Regions from separate parts of the Acanthopagrus latus genome. Here region 2 is linked to region 1. A link is a contact called in public Hi-C data. All regions are on one chromosome and are shown on one strand. The core of a region is the stretch at or near the end of the contact, and the rest is flanking DNA. Distances in the headings are between cores, read along the strand shown. Region 1 holds the start of znf407 (zinc finger protein 407). Region 2 holds the start of LOC119006060 (zinc fingers and homeoboxes protein 2-like).

Evidence for each region. A called contact is a pair of places that touch in the nucleus more often than the background predicts.
Region 2: a contact with region 1 is called in a Hi-C map of muscle, with 6 times the contacts expected there. The contact joins the promoter of LOC119006060 here to the promoter of znf407 in region 1. A contact is called at or near these places in 3 of 4 Hi-C or Micro-C datasets (all in muscle).

The regions. Positions count from the first base shown.
Region 1 is chr17:9,505,921-9,513,206 of fAcaLat1.1, reverse strand. It overlaps znf407 (zinc finger protein 407), which reads left to right and starts at 4,092. Exons shown (of 10, transcript XM_037074490.1): 1 at 4,092-4,349; 2 at 6,791-7,286. The coding sequence starts at 6,852. It overlaps LOC119006270 (a long non-coding RNA gene), which reads left to right. Exons shown (of 3, transcript XR_005070733.1): 2 at 65-101; 3 at 1,228-1,324. LOC119006271 (a long non-coding RNA gene) reads right to left here and starts at 1,199. Exons shown (of 2, transcript XR_005070734.1): 1 at 580-1,199.
Region 2 is chr17:9,702,109-9,709,259 of fAcaLat1.1, reverse strand. It overlaps LOC119006060 (zinc fingers and homeoboxes protein 2-like), which reads right to left and starts at 3,908. Exons shown (of 13, transcript XM_037074397.1): 1 at 3,734-3,908.

The DNA of each region.
Region 1 (7,286 bases), core at 2,843-5,342:
TATATAAGAATGTTGTTAAGTTTAACCTTGTTGTTGTTTCTCCCTATTTATTTATCTTATTTAGAGAATCCTCTGGCTGGAAGTGGTCATAAGGATGTGAGGTATGTCTGTGTTTAGAGGCACAGCAAATGTATATGGAACCGTGCGTGCACATACTGTGTATGTGTGAATGTAAAGGCAGATTTTGTAGCTGTAACTTGGGAAAAGAAACACTTACATTGGTTCAGACTATGTGCTTAATTGTTTAAAACCAAAGGATTTCTCTCACACTCTGTCTGAAATGCTTAGATTCCATCTAGCCCTCCTAAGGCCTCCTTCAGTAAAGCCTGTGAAGCTTTGACAGGTTAACTCACACAGACCTGTGCCAGAACTGCTAACCATTGCATCTTCGTACTGATGCTTTACTCTATCACAGGTGCATATTTGGTTACATTTCACAGTGGCAATGTGGAGAAATCTCACCTCAAAATCACCTCTGAAATGAATTAACTCTATTTACAGTATCCTGACCTTTGACTGTACATCAGATCAATTGCTTCACAGGTTAGCTCATTGTTGGCTGTGTCCAAAATCACTCACCCATTCCCTGCTCCCTAGTCACTACATAGGGAGTCCAACATAGTGGACTATATAGGGAGCTCATCGGCAGAAAGAAAAAAGCACTTTTGGACGCTGCTCAGATGCCGTTAATTACGTTAACTGCTGTCACATAGTTGAAATGTCATACCTCAGCAGCGGTTGTTTATGTCTCAGTGCAATGCATGATGGAAAATATTACTTGGTTAATGACCATCGGTTGTACTATACTTTTCGTGATGCATTGTGGGATACTTTGGGTCCACTATATAGGGTATAATAATTCCCACTAGACATTTGAACAGCACAAAATGGCGTACTCACTATGTACTGCACTATATAGGGGGTCGATCCATTATTGAGCTTGGACCATAAGCAGCTGTCATTGATAATGCCATCTGCCGTAGACCAAGAGTAACACACACACACACACACAGTTTTCCCGTAATTGTCTGTACATTTCCGTCGCATTTCCATCAAAATAAGGTTATAATTCTTAATGAAGTTTTAATTCTTGTTGCCATTTACAGCCGTTGCACTGGCCCTTGTCAGTGGTTTGACACTTACAAATGTTGAGACCCTCATTAAAAATATCTTACAAAAAAGATATTCTTTGCTTGTCATTTCCACATCTTCATATACTGACTGCAGAAATTTAGGTGGGCGGCATCTTCACCTAAGTGGAGGACGGTCCTCCAGCTGGAGGTGGTGCTGTGTTGCATAGTGACGTAGATAAGTTACACGAAGGCAAGTGTTTTCTGTGGTGAAGTCTAACTTTCTTTGTTGTGAACTTGAGCTCGCAAATTGGCTTTACGTGTATGAAATCAGCCATATAATCATCTAAAGGACGAGGAAAAAACCCAAAAAGCAGAATATGACCCCTTTAAATTCATTCATATTTCAGACAATAATCACTTTCCAATGACAAATCTAATTTTGCACTCATAAAGACGTGATGTCTGGGAAGAATATGACATAATACTGAGGGACTGTACAACTGACAACGTGTTAACGTTGAGATCTTTTACAGGGGAGCTATTATACTGTAGATCATGGACGTTGGTGAGTTGCCTGCCACCTATCCATCCATCCCTTCATGAAAAGGTCTTATTTGAGCTTACTAATACATACGATTTAAATCTGCTTCAGTGAAAAATTTAGAGTATGAAGGCAGTAATTTATATCTAGTGATACTAAAAACCTCATGTGTATGCTTTTTCTCTTCTCAGATTGACTTGAAAACAAATTGCAGCAAAAAACAAAAATTTACGGGCGACAGTTTAGAGATTTTGCTGCAAACTTGAAGAGGAGTGCAATGGCTGTAAAAAGAAAGAGGACTGAGCCGGTGTCCACCTAAGCCAGCCTCCCCTCTTTTAATAGACAGCTAATGGAGAAAAATGAATGATGAATCGTAATGAAAAACGGGGGACGGGGCAGGAGGGGGGTACGTGTTTCCAACCATCCATGTCATATAATTTTGACTGTGATGAATTAAAGAAAATTATTGCAAAGTAAACTGTGTATTCATTGCAGGAGGTATCATTTATCACCTCCTGACCTGTCAGCCTACTTAATCAATTAATGCCCGTGCAATAATCCATCTTCAGTCTTTCCATGAAGCGAGCACTGGATGTCAAATGGAAGTGGTGATTCATCACAGGCTGACCATTTGAGACAAAAAATATAAACTGTCTTGGTGTACCTCATGCTGAATCTACTTCAAATAAACGCAACAATAAAAACACATTTATTATGTTCCTGTAACATTTTACTGCCAGAAGTTAAGAAAGGCAAAAGAAATGGAGGAAATAAATGATGAACGAATGATTATATTAATATTCATATACAGAGAATGGCACAGTATTTACAGGTTTGAATTGGCTTTCTTTAGGTTCCAACAAAAGACTGCCAGATATGCGTTCTCAACAATATGGTGACATTTTTAAAGATCTCTTTTAACATATAGAGCTTTTGTTGTCATACAGATTATTCAAAACTCTGCAGGGATGTAAAGAAATGTGCTTTATTCGCATTGAGATGTCTCTATGTACAAATGCTATCGTTTCTATCTTGCAGACGATATTCCCAACAAAGAAAACTGGACCTCAGCTTCAAACAACGTACCGATAAATTGTGATGTCAGTCCATCCATCACTTCCTGAATAAAATGTTGGCATTTTACACTTCTGCCAACAAGAAATGCTCAAGTTTGTACTTTCAATACGCTTCATATAAACATGTTTGTGTCTGGCAGCTTGTTAAAGCTAACATGGATCTATTTAATGAGGAGCGTGAGGTACACCTGAACCTGTATGGTAATATGTCCACAGAAACTCTTAATAAGAAAGCTAGGGAAGGTGTTAGAACAGCCACACTGATCCATTCCTAAGAATAGAGGGAACACAATGAGGGAGGCAGTGTGGTTGGATGATGAATGTGAAGAAGCTGTGATAAATACGCACATGGCATTTTAACTGCTGAAAAGAACTCCAACATATTACCCAGTGCAGAAAGCTCAGGCGGTAGCAAGGAGAACAATAAGACAGGCGAAGAGGACATACTGGAGAAAGTTTTTGTGGCTCAATTGGGAACACAAATCCAGTAAAAGTGCTGTGCGGGGTGATTAAAAAGATGGGAGGCGACAGAAGGGAGTAGAGTTATCCTATGCAGAGATAATGGTCTATACTTTATCAAGGTACACCATGGGAGGGAAGAGGGGACAGGGAGAAAACCTAACGAAACAAAACAAAAAACACACTGAGGCCTGAGGGATAAAGGAAAACACTGAAGACAAGCAGAGCATTCCATTTACATTAGAACAGTTATAAGTGGGCCTTGGCTTGACTGCATCAGGTAAAGATAAATATGGATGAACTGGCTAATGGACTTTTTGAATACGGAATCCACTCAGGTAAAGGTAGGATCAGAGGTTTCCAGCATGCATCAGGTCAACAATGGGGCACTGCAGGGGACTGTGATGAGTGAATGAGTGAATGAATGACATCTTTGAAAAATATATAACAAGATAAGGGAAAATCATTGTTGGCAAGTGATGGGTGTGTGTAAAAAAAGTAGAGGGACTGTAGCTAATAATAATAATAATAATAATAATAATAATAATAGAAGAAGAAGAAGAAGAAGAAGAAGAAGAAGAAGAAGAAGAAGAAGAAGAAGAAGAAATCATGTTGAAGGATGGCGATAGAAATTGAGATTTACATCTTTACATCTTTTGTTGTTGAAAAAACAACGTTTTGTTGTGATGCATCCTGGATATGTTGGGGGTCTTGAAAAATAGGCTATACGCGCTTAATAAGATGCATGCTGGATTTTAAGAATGAACGTAAAGACCTGCATCACAAAATATATAATAAGAGAATTAGATGAGATCAAGGCGTCCACAACAGCAGAGGGAGACATCACTGAAATCTAGTTTTGACCGAAGCTAACGCAGCAACAGGAGACCTGTGAGCGCATTGGGCGGAGCGATGCGTGATATAATCCCTGTGTGGCCGCTAGAAACACTGACAGTAGAGCGTGGCCATAAATGCATCACTTGTGAACTACACAATACCGAGCAGAGGCGATACGAACGTTGTTAATTCATTTTTCCCACGGTGCAGAATGCATCATGTGACAAACCAGCTGATGTTGAAAAAAAAGACGAGCCGCGGCAGAAAGCCCGCCCTCTCCGTGACGCATGGCTCACTCTACGGTACGCCATTTGTGTCTAGCAGCAAAAAGCGCGGAGAGTGGAAATAGTCGTCTAACAAAAGGTAAGTTGAATTGTGGCTGGACTGTACAGTCTAATTATTGCTCGAATTATTTTTACTGGGACGGCAGACGACTCGTTTGGTTGTTTTCAAGCGCTGTTTGGGCAATATAGAGCACTGTTTCGGGAGTCGACGTTAGCCTCCTTTTTGGGCCTCTGTGCTGCCGTCGTTTTCAGTGCCATGGAGCGACCTGGACCCGCCTTCGCCCCGCTCTGATTGGACTACACAGCTGATGTCGGAATTCAATTGGACGCGCTCGGGGTATCTCAAAATACAGTTGGGAAAACATGTCGCTTGTTAGCATGTTAGCTGCGGTAGACAGCAACCGTATCTACAACAACTTTACCCGGGTTGTGTCCTGGTAGAAGAGAACTTACGCCATGAAGGGAGTTCAATGCAGTATTTTACACTGCAGCACTGGACGCTTCGCGGTTACAATGTTGAATATGCAGGCTAAAACCTGCTCGGCTAACTTAATATTACTTTTAAGCTAGCATCGGATGCTTGGTAAAGACATCTATGGAAATTCACCCAAATAGAAATAGCAACTCGACACTGTGGCTAAGTTGTTGTCGAAGTCTTATTAAACCGGTAGAGGACGCCGCATTCGCTATCAGTCCTTCAACGTGATCTAAACTGACCCCGTCACCTTATTCCGATATATGCTAGGTTACGTGCTCTGCTGTGTAGGAAACCGATTTCCAACTAAAAAACATGGAAGCATGAATTAGACACGAACTAACACCATTACTAACCACTCATAAGCGACCCTTCATTTCGGGCTACTCCCAGTTTTGATTGTTGCGATCACATAAGCGGGTTACTGGAAGTTCCAACTTGAGATAGTGTCCCTCCTGCTAATCCTGTTGCCATATTCTACCAAAATACACATTAGATGGCGCTGGTGAGCACAGTGAGCTCATTCTCCAAATTGGACTTCTTTGAAATGAAGTGTCTTTTGGCTGACCTCATTGAATTTATATAAATATATCTTTAGAAAGTGACTGACCTTAACCGAACCTCAAAGATCACTTTTTTGAAACATACATATTTACAGTTGTGGATTCAAGGCATGAAGCTACTACACACACGTACGTCCAAAGCAAGCACAGGTTCCATTCTTGATTTCACTCAAATCCTCAACAATAAAAAATGAACATGAAAGGCACAAGACAGAAGAGTGCCTAACATTTGTGACAGTGTATATACGGGAAGTGTGGAAAAAATGCGTGTTGCTCAAGATGTCCCCTCTATTTATTATACACATTGTATTGTGGACACAATGGTAGAGAAACACTAAAAGATGCACTGCACATGTGAGGTTCCTCGAGCTTGAAAAATACCAATTATGCCGTTACACATTATTTTTGTACCATTGCTTATGAACATCACCTAAGGGTTTTAAGACAGTTTGCTCAAGAAGTCAACTGGGGACCAACAGTGACCATTAGATCTAGGAAAAGTCATTTAGTTAGTTTTGATGCTGTCCACATTGATTTTACTTGGGCGCTGCGACAAACCTTTAAGATAAGACTTAATTGATCCCTCACTGGGGAAATTCACTTGTCACAGCAGATCAAGAGTTATAAGCAGAGGGAGAACAGTGATTCAATGGCAGATCAAAATGAACCAACACAAAAGACAAGCTAAGATAGAATAATACAGAAAATAAGGTGAAAAATAAATGATAATACAAACTGTAATGTACACAGTGTACTTCTTTCAGATACAGATATGACCACGAAACACTTGCAAATGATAATTGCACCCATAGTAATACACACATGATGTGTAGTAACACACTAATATAAATAGATATGCACACCCAGTTCAGCAAATTAACAAAAAAAACAGTTGTCAGTTTATACACATGTGGCAAAAACAAACATGCGCCGAATACAGAAATGACATGCAAATAGAGAAACACTTGTTGGTGGTGCACTGAGCTGTCTCAGCAACTGTAAAAATAAGTTGCCAGAAAAACAGACATGCTATGTAAAGCATTAGAAACGTGATTCTTCATAATTGAATCTTAAGCTGTACTTATGATACTATTACTGATCTAATTGTGGGAATGGCTGTAGCACCACTGAATCATGTTCACAAGCTTTTCGTAATGAGACTCATAATGACATATTTATACTCCATTTAACAACTGTGAGTTAAGTGGACTTGTTTTGCTCGTTTAATAAGCAGAAACGGCCAGCTCTCATGCTGGCATGTGTTTCCTGAACAGTTTGCATCTAGAAGCACTAGATGGCGACATTTACTTGTGCTAAATCAGATAGTGTTGTTGAAGAATAGGTCACTTTTCAGAAGCTTGTGGTTAGTTACAAAATTTGTGCTCATCACTTGAGTACAGAATTTTATTTCATTCACTGAATTGTCTTTCAAACAACTGAAGATGCCAAACATAATTTTTGTGTTTTTTCTTTCACCCCTAGGAGTTTAATTCAGCATGATAGCGATCAACTTCACAATTATACAATTGTAACAGGATATGAAATGGATAAAACACTGACGTCAGGAAAGGAGGCTGTTGAGCACAAAGTGCCTGAAAATGACCCCAGTGGGAAGTTGCAGCTAGATGATGTAGAAATGGAGGAAACTAAAAGAGACTCCCCCAGTAGGTCTGCAAAACCTGAAGATGCAGATGAGGAACTCACTGAGAGACTGCGCCCAGACTCTGGACCTGAAGATGGGGATAGCCTCTGCACAGTCTGTGGCTTCTCAGCCAAATGTCCAAGATCCCTGAAGATTCACTTTGCAAGAAAGCATGGAAGTAACCCAAAGAATGCCAACAGAACTGCAAAGCCAGCTGAAAAAAGTGAAAATGTCCCTGACCCAAGTCCATCTGAGATCCAACAGGAAGTAGATATGGAGACAGAAAAGGCTGCTGATGTTAAACAAAACCCGGGTTCTGATCTTGATCAGTTAACA
Region 2 (7,151 bases), core at 2,659-5,158, 200 kb before region 1:
ACCGAGCCAGACAATTCCATTAGCTCTCACGAGCGTGATTGACACATCAAAACATCTGGCGGCATGATGACTGTCAACAATTAGATCCTGCACATCATTTATACAAATGATATTTGACTATACTACACTTTCTTTGCTGTCAGACCACACCAGTGGTTCCAGCTAAACGCATGCGACAGGCCGTGTCTTTCATTTTCCACCATCTGATTACAGTAAACGAAGCGACACCTCCAGGAACAAATGGAGCGGATCCCCTCACAGCTGAATGTTTTGATGGTGACATTCTATGAGGTCACAGAACATTGAGAAACGCCGCGCGGTTGAGCAAGACTGAAAAAAAAATAGGCAATTCAATGAGGGAAGTTTTTTTTTTTTTTTTTTTAATGCCGTGTTTTCAAAAATAGCTGCCAGATTTTCCTGACTGTAAATAAACCAAATGATTTTTTTCGACTGTACATAAAATCCCTCTTCACTAAAGATGTTCTCGCTCTTGTTCTCTCTCCCAGCTGCTGTCACAGAGAGAGAGAGAGTGATGATGGGACAATCACTGATGTTATGGACAACAAGGTAGGGTGGTGGCATCTGTGCATTTCTCTAATCCCTTGAGCAATACTGAGAATAACAATTTCTCTCCCCAAAAAATATTTGAACGCACTTAATCTTGCATCTGTCAAAACCGCAACAATTCCGTGATGTCCTACATACCCAACACTGAACAACAGTTGGGATTTTAAATTGTCATCCTTTGTTTTCGACACTTCTTTCCAGCACAGTCACTTGATAAAACAGGTTTCGTTTCATTTCCGCAGGTTACTTAAACTCTTATTAATAACACCTTTCTTCCCCCCCGTATTCGTTACATCGTTCAGCTACACAATACGCCAAGCGACTGCGTGATTTGAAATGTGACCGACCGTTTACTTTCATCACAAGAAGCCCTTTGATTGTTGTGCGGCAAACCAATAAAAAAAAAAGAAAAAAAAGAAAAAAAAAAATGGAGGCGCTTGTCATTCCAAATCATATAACAGTATCTGCGATTTGGCACATCACAAGTGGAACCCATGAGAAGAACAGACACGCGCTACATTTTTATTTCACATGGAAAGAGCAAGAGTGCGTGGCTTACTGAGTGAAAAGCCAAGTTTATACCCAGAGGAATCGCTGGTAACGGGTATGACGGGGGGTTTAACTCCGCTGTGATCAAACTCACTTACATCTTCTACGGATCGGGCTCGGCTGTTGATCAAGGAATGTTTAGAGATGCAACGTAACAGGTCATGCCAGGATACAAAGGGAACGCCGTCTAATGAACAGGATATTTCATCAGACGCAACGCAAGAATACAGACTATGACTGGGTGACAGCTTTACTAAGAAAAGCGGCACGCATGACAGTCACTAAGTGGTTTTCAGTGAACTGGTCCACCTGTAGGTGCTGGGTGTGCGGATCTGTCCGAGGTCTGAGGCTGTGCACCGACAAACAGGGGCATCAAATAACAGGATGGTAAGTCGGTGTGACCATTTATCATAACCAGCAATGTGTAACACAAAGAATGCTAGTTTAATCTCAACCTACGAGCCGTCAGAGCCGATATCTGGTTATAAGCGGCACCGGGAGCCAGCTGGTGTTACAGTGTGCGATTGTCTCTGTTCTTGGAAACGTCAGGTAAATGTCTTCCTTGCTCGTCACTTTCATTCTAAATCTCGTCGTCACCAATACGTGCTCGGGAGCGAGCCTTTATCGTGCCCACGTTCAATAGAGAATAGGATATAATTACAGGCCTATAAATGCCAGATGTATGGCGTTTTTTTGTCGGGATACCAGTGCCGTCTTTTTCCAGAAATGTACATTTGTGCTCCCACTGCAGGGAACGATTTCAATGATTTTCATGCAAGTCAATAACATGAAGCCAAGGACTCTTTAAATCTGAACATTGACACATACACTGTGTTTAATGTTGATCAGTCAAGGTCAACATGAGCACCTGCCAACCCGGGGCTTTTGGGACAATTGTCTCTTGTGTTTGGTTCTACTGTAGATTCACATGCTGCCTAAATTATCACAAATCTCCAAAAAGCAATAAAACAAATTATGATGGTGCTTGGACAGATTGATCGCTGCTCTGGTGCAGACGTGCAACGTTCAACCTACTTGGAAAGTCGACGGTGACTTGACGTAAACTTTACAGCCGGTAATAAACCTGAACATCATATGACCTGTCATTTCACCACAGTGACGAAAAACAAAAACAGAGAACTAATTCGGACGTTATATACATCGGCCCACATTTCAAGAGTAGAATGGCCCTGTCTGAAGAAAGATGACACAGATACAGGATTTTCAATGTGTGTGTGTACGTTCATGGTATGTGCCATGTTTCACCCTCACCTCACACGGTGTTTGTTTACACTGATACCCCTCCTCAGTGACTTCACTAAGCCATCTTAAAGCGGTGCAGGACAACACAACTACATAAATCAAGTAACCACTATCCCTAGAGGAAAAAAAAAAAAAAAATGAGGAAGGTTTTACTGGGTTAACCGGGGACACATCCCCTCTCCTGGTTGAAGCAGAGTGTGTTGACTGGCTCACACTGCCTACAGTCTGGGGGCACTGGGTTCATAAGCGAAGTTAATATTCTGAATAAGAAAACAACCACGCCTGACTTTCTTTTCTTTTTTTTTTACACAGCAGCTACAGGCCTACTGCAAGGACAGGATATAAGTGAGCTCCTATGCTACAGCCCTGCGTGTGTGTGTGTGTGTGTTCATGCAGTATGAGCCGCGGTCTCGGAGGGGAGGAGGCATCAGCAGAGGTAACGTTACGCCTACATCACAGGAGTCGCGCAAATCAAAGTCTATAAACAACGTCGGAGTCCAAAAGTTGCGCTCGAACCCGAGCACCGCCGAACGCGAGCGGCTCCACCGGCGGCCGTGCGGACTTTTCGCCGCCGTTTCCGCCGGCCAACCCCGAGATGTGACAGAGGGGCGCAGAAAAACACTCTCCCCAAATGTTCCCCCTCTCGCCATCGACGTAACAACATGTCGGCAAAGGACGGCCATGTTTTGCTGGTTATGTCGACACGGGGAGGAGGAGGAGGAGGAAAAAAAAAAAAAAAAGTAGACACGATGTCTCTTCCTCGGCCGCCCGCTCCCGCCGCGGTCACAGCGTTATCAAAGTGAAACTTGAACGCGGGGGGGAGAAAATGTCCAATTAACAACTTGGCGGACACGTTGTGCGAGCACGCAGGTGTAAACGGCGAAGGGGCAGGCAAAGTTCATGCGGCTAGACAAGTTAAAATATTTATACTGAGGCGTGTGGGTGTTCTGGAGCCGAGCACGGGCAGAGCGAGGCGAGACAGAGGCACGGAAAATACACAACTACATGCAGTTTTAACTTGAGGGACTTTTGAGGCAGGAGGAAGAGGAGGAGGAGGAGGAGGGAGGGGGGGCTCGTGCTCGAGCCGTTTGAAAAACAGAGGAAGAGTTGATCCGTTTCTTACCTGCCCACCGTTTTGGCGCGATGCTCAGGTGGTGCGGTGCGAGCCCGGGGCGACTGGCGTGGACGAAGAACCGAGCCCGATCTGTTTTGTTTTTTTCTAAACACTCTCGCGGCGGTCCAATAGCCGAGCAGACAACAGGCGACAGGAAAGAGAAAATTGGCGATCGCAAGGAGGATCTACGCCAAAAGCCACATGATCGCCGACGTCAGAGTACGTATTTGCATGCCGTACCGAAGCGCCGGTGTCCGTCCACAGCGGGGCCATGGTGCCGCGGCCGCGAAAAGTTCAGAAACAGGCGGAGGAAAGTGGAGCAACTCCGTGTCCCGGTGGCTCCATGAAGCGTGCCTGCTGGTGTAATAATGAATGAACGGCGCGTTGTTGCCGTCAAGTTGTCCCTGTGCTGATGCCTGCCTGCCTCTCTGCTCGCAGCTAATTGAATATTCAAGTATCAGAGGGGGGCGTTTGTTACCCCGAAGGTCCCGCCCCTCCCCTGTCACCCCGCCCACCCCTCTTTCTCTCTCGGCCCCCCATCTCTCTCTCTCTCTCTCTCTCTCTCTCTCTCTCTCTCTCTCTCTCTCTCTCTCAGTGCATGTGAGGTGTGGATCTGCTGCAGTGCTTTTCCACGGTGGAGGCCGGCCTGCAGTGAGGGGAACCACAGCACACATCACCGCCTGTCACCAACACACAGCAACACGCACTGCACTGACATCTGGACCCACAAAGGTTAGTCCGAGGTCAGGTGATACTCAGGGTTCGTGTTGGTGAGAGACGTTGCCCTGACGTGACACTGGCTGCTCCGTGAGCTCACAAACAACAGTGACCTCCACTGGATCCGCTTCAGAATTGATTCTGACCTTGGCTCATGCATGCATCACAGCCCCCATGGAGCCGCGGTGGAGTCATGTACACAGTTTGTACTGCAGTGACGCCTCTGCAACGAGACTCGGGGGTCGTGTATGGAAAAATACCAGATGACACAGAAAAAGGGTTGTCTCGATAAAGTGATGGGCGGGTTGTCTGAGAGGTCAGGGTGCAGGTTCAACCCCAGTGCACTGACCCTTCAATGTATTTATTCTGTTGCTCAATGACCCTTCAGCAGGACTGCTGTTCACTGACATGTGATCTCAGCTTTGCTGCAGTCCTTGGTTGACAGTCTTTCTCCAGCCCTCAGGGAAAAAGCAAATGCATCTATATAACTCTGTAAAATAATGCAGGCATGTCACTTAAAAATGAACATGATGACAAATCTGCTGTTTTCACGGGTTACTTAATGTGTTTTCTGGGTATGCAAGGTTTCAAGAGCACAAAGCACGACTGTTTTATCTTAAAGAGGTCCTTTAGTAATTCAGTATTTCTCTTACATTAAGTCGAGGAACTTGTATGAGATTTAAAAAGAACAGTTGCGGTCAGTGCTGCAGAAGCTGAGATGTGCTGAACTTTAGACCCTAAACACTGAATCCTGTACATTACATGATGCATGTCAGTAGTGAGTCTATTGCTTTGGTTTATTACACAGGCTTTCTTAAAAATAAATAAATAGATAAAAAAAATCGAACCTTAAGCCCAGACAAACCTGATGGTATCCTCTTGGTTAAACCAGCCTTGCTGTCTAAAATTGGTGGAGTGCCCCTTTAAGTTCACTTAGATCCACAATCAGGAAAAAATTAAATTTTCTAATTGATGAAATAAGAAGGTGATGTATGTCTTTTATTACGTGTTTAGCTTCTGACCAAAGCTGCGTTTAGCTCTCTCTGACTGGATAAGTCAAACTGAGTATATGGTTGTTGATAGACCTGAACATCAAGACAAATTCTCCTGGCTAGATGAAAACAAATATATAAGGAACAATGTAAATTGCATGTCCTGAATAATATTGTGAGGGAAAAAGAAAGATCAAGAGCTGCACATTCCTCCAGGAATCAGCCTCAGGAATGTTTGACTGTGTAGTTCATGTTTTCATGTCTCTTCAGGACCCGACATCGAAGCCTCCAAAGAAAGTTTTAAATTATCAATATTCTCTGAAGAGTTTATGAAGTTGTCAACTTGCCTGCTCTGATCCCTTTCCACAAAATTCTATTATAAATGAGTTAAAGTGATCAATCAATCCCTTAAATCTAAATGTCATTTCAGTTTTTCTTTCTGCCAGTTTAATCCTTCCGTGCTGTGGTTCAGTCAACTTTTTTCTCCAACAGATGTTCTAATCCACAAAGGTGCAGTGATGATCACACAGCCACACATTTCCCTCAATTTAGACCACACTTCTTTTTCTTTGTAGCTTCAGGTACAACAATATGGGATATTTTTAAAAATAATATTTTTACATGTAGGTGAAAGCCAAAGTAGTTGAGACTAGTTAGGACAAAATAACCACCTCATATTTCATGTGCAAGATTTGTACATTAATCTGATTAAGTTAAAGGTACAATATGCACATTTCTTTTGTTAAAAACATTCAAAAAATGCCTAAACTTATTAACAGAAAGCAAAGAAATAACAGCTCTGATGTTATGTAAAAAAACATTATGTATAGCATTGCAAAGATATCTTCTGAAGTTTGCATGCTAACCAGTTAGCCCTGGGCCTGAAAACCTCTTCAGTAGGCCAAAGCTGCTGTGTTGGCAATGCCAACATCCACAATCCTAAGGCAGTCCAGTAAGCTGCAAGGCTAACTGAGCTGAAAAGCTAACAGTAGCTAACAGTCATGGATGGATCAGCATACAGTTAGCTGTGAATTGTAGCTGCTCTTAGCTCAGTTAGATGTGCAGTTAGCAGCCCAGACTGGGAGCTATTTTTGAAATGAAAATGTTTGCACATTGTACCTTTTAAATGTAGCGCACCAATCTGTACAGTGTGTGTGCACAGTGTAGTTTTAGTCATGGTCCAATATTGTGCTGAGTGAGTGAGGGAGGCTGGCAGTGTTATCTTAGTGCATCTGCAAACACATGTCCAGGATTGAGATTTGGAAAAACAAAGACATAAAATTGCTTGTTTTGTGGCTAAACAGGTCTTATCAAATAATACCAAGGCAAACAATAAAGAACCAGTTTTAGCCCCCCTTGACATTGGCATTAACACCATATTATGTTTCAAATGGCTTCCAAGCCATTTTGATGGTACAGTGTCTTGTAATAAAGTGAATGGTGTCTCTGTCTCAGCCACTCCGCTGGCCCCAGCTGTCACTTGTCTCAGCATTATGTAACCTCAGTGAGAGGGTGGGATCACCGTGTTACATACATGTTTACGTCAACACACAAGTTTTATACACATAATATTCATGTGACGTATTGCGTTTTTGGTCTAATTAGCACTTACATTACATATTTGTTACAGAGTTGGGATTTGTGTGCTATTTTTTTTCCCATAAGCGTTTTATTTAAGATGTATGAGGCTCACTGTGGTGCCAGTTTTCCATTTGTCCACTGCCATTTCTCACTAGACCTACTTATCATTGCCTCATGCCCCAGAGAGGACAACTGAAAAATATATCTTCTTCTTCTCTTCTTCTTATTATTACACAGACAGTAAATTCTGTATCAAGATCTAAAAGATAAATGTGATGTGACTAAAACAGAAGGTCACTAGATGGTGCCAAATGGCTGTATGATTGCTTGTGTGCAGCATTCCTAAGCCTCCTGTCAGGCACTGAGCT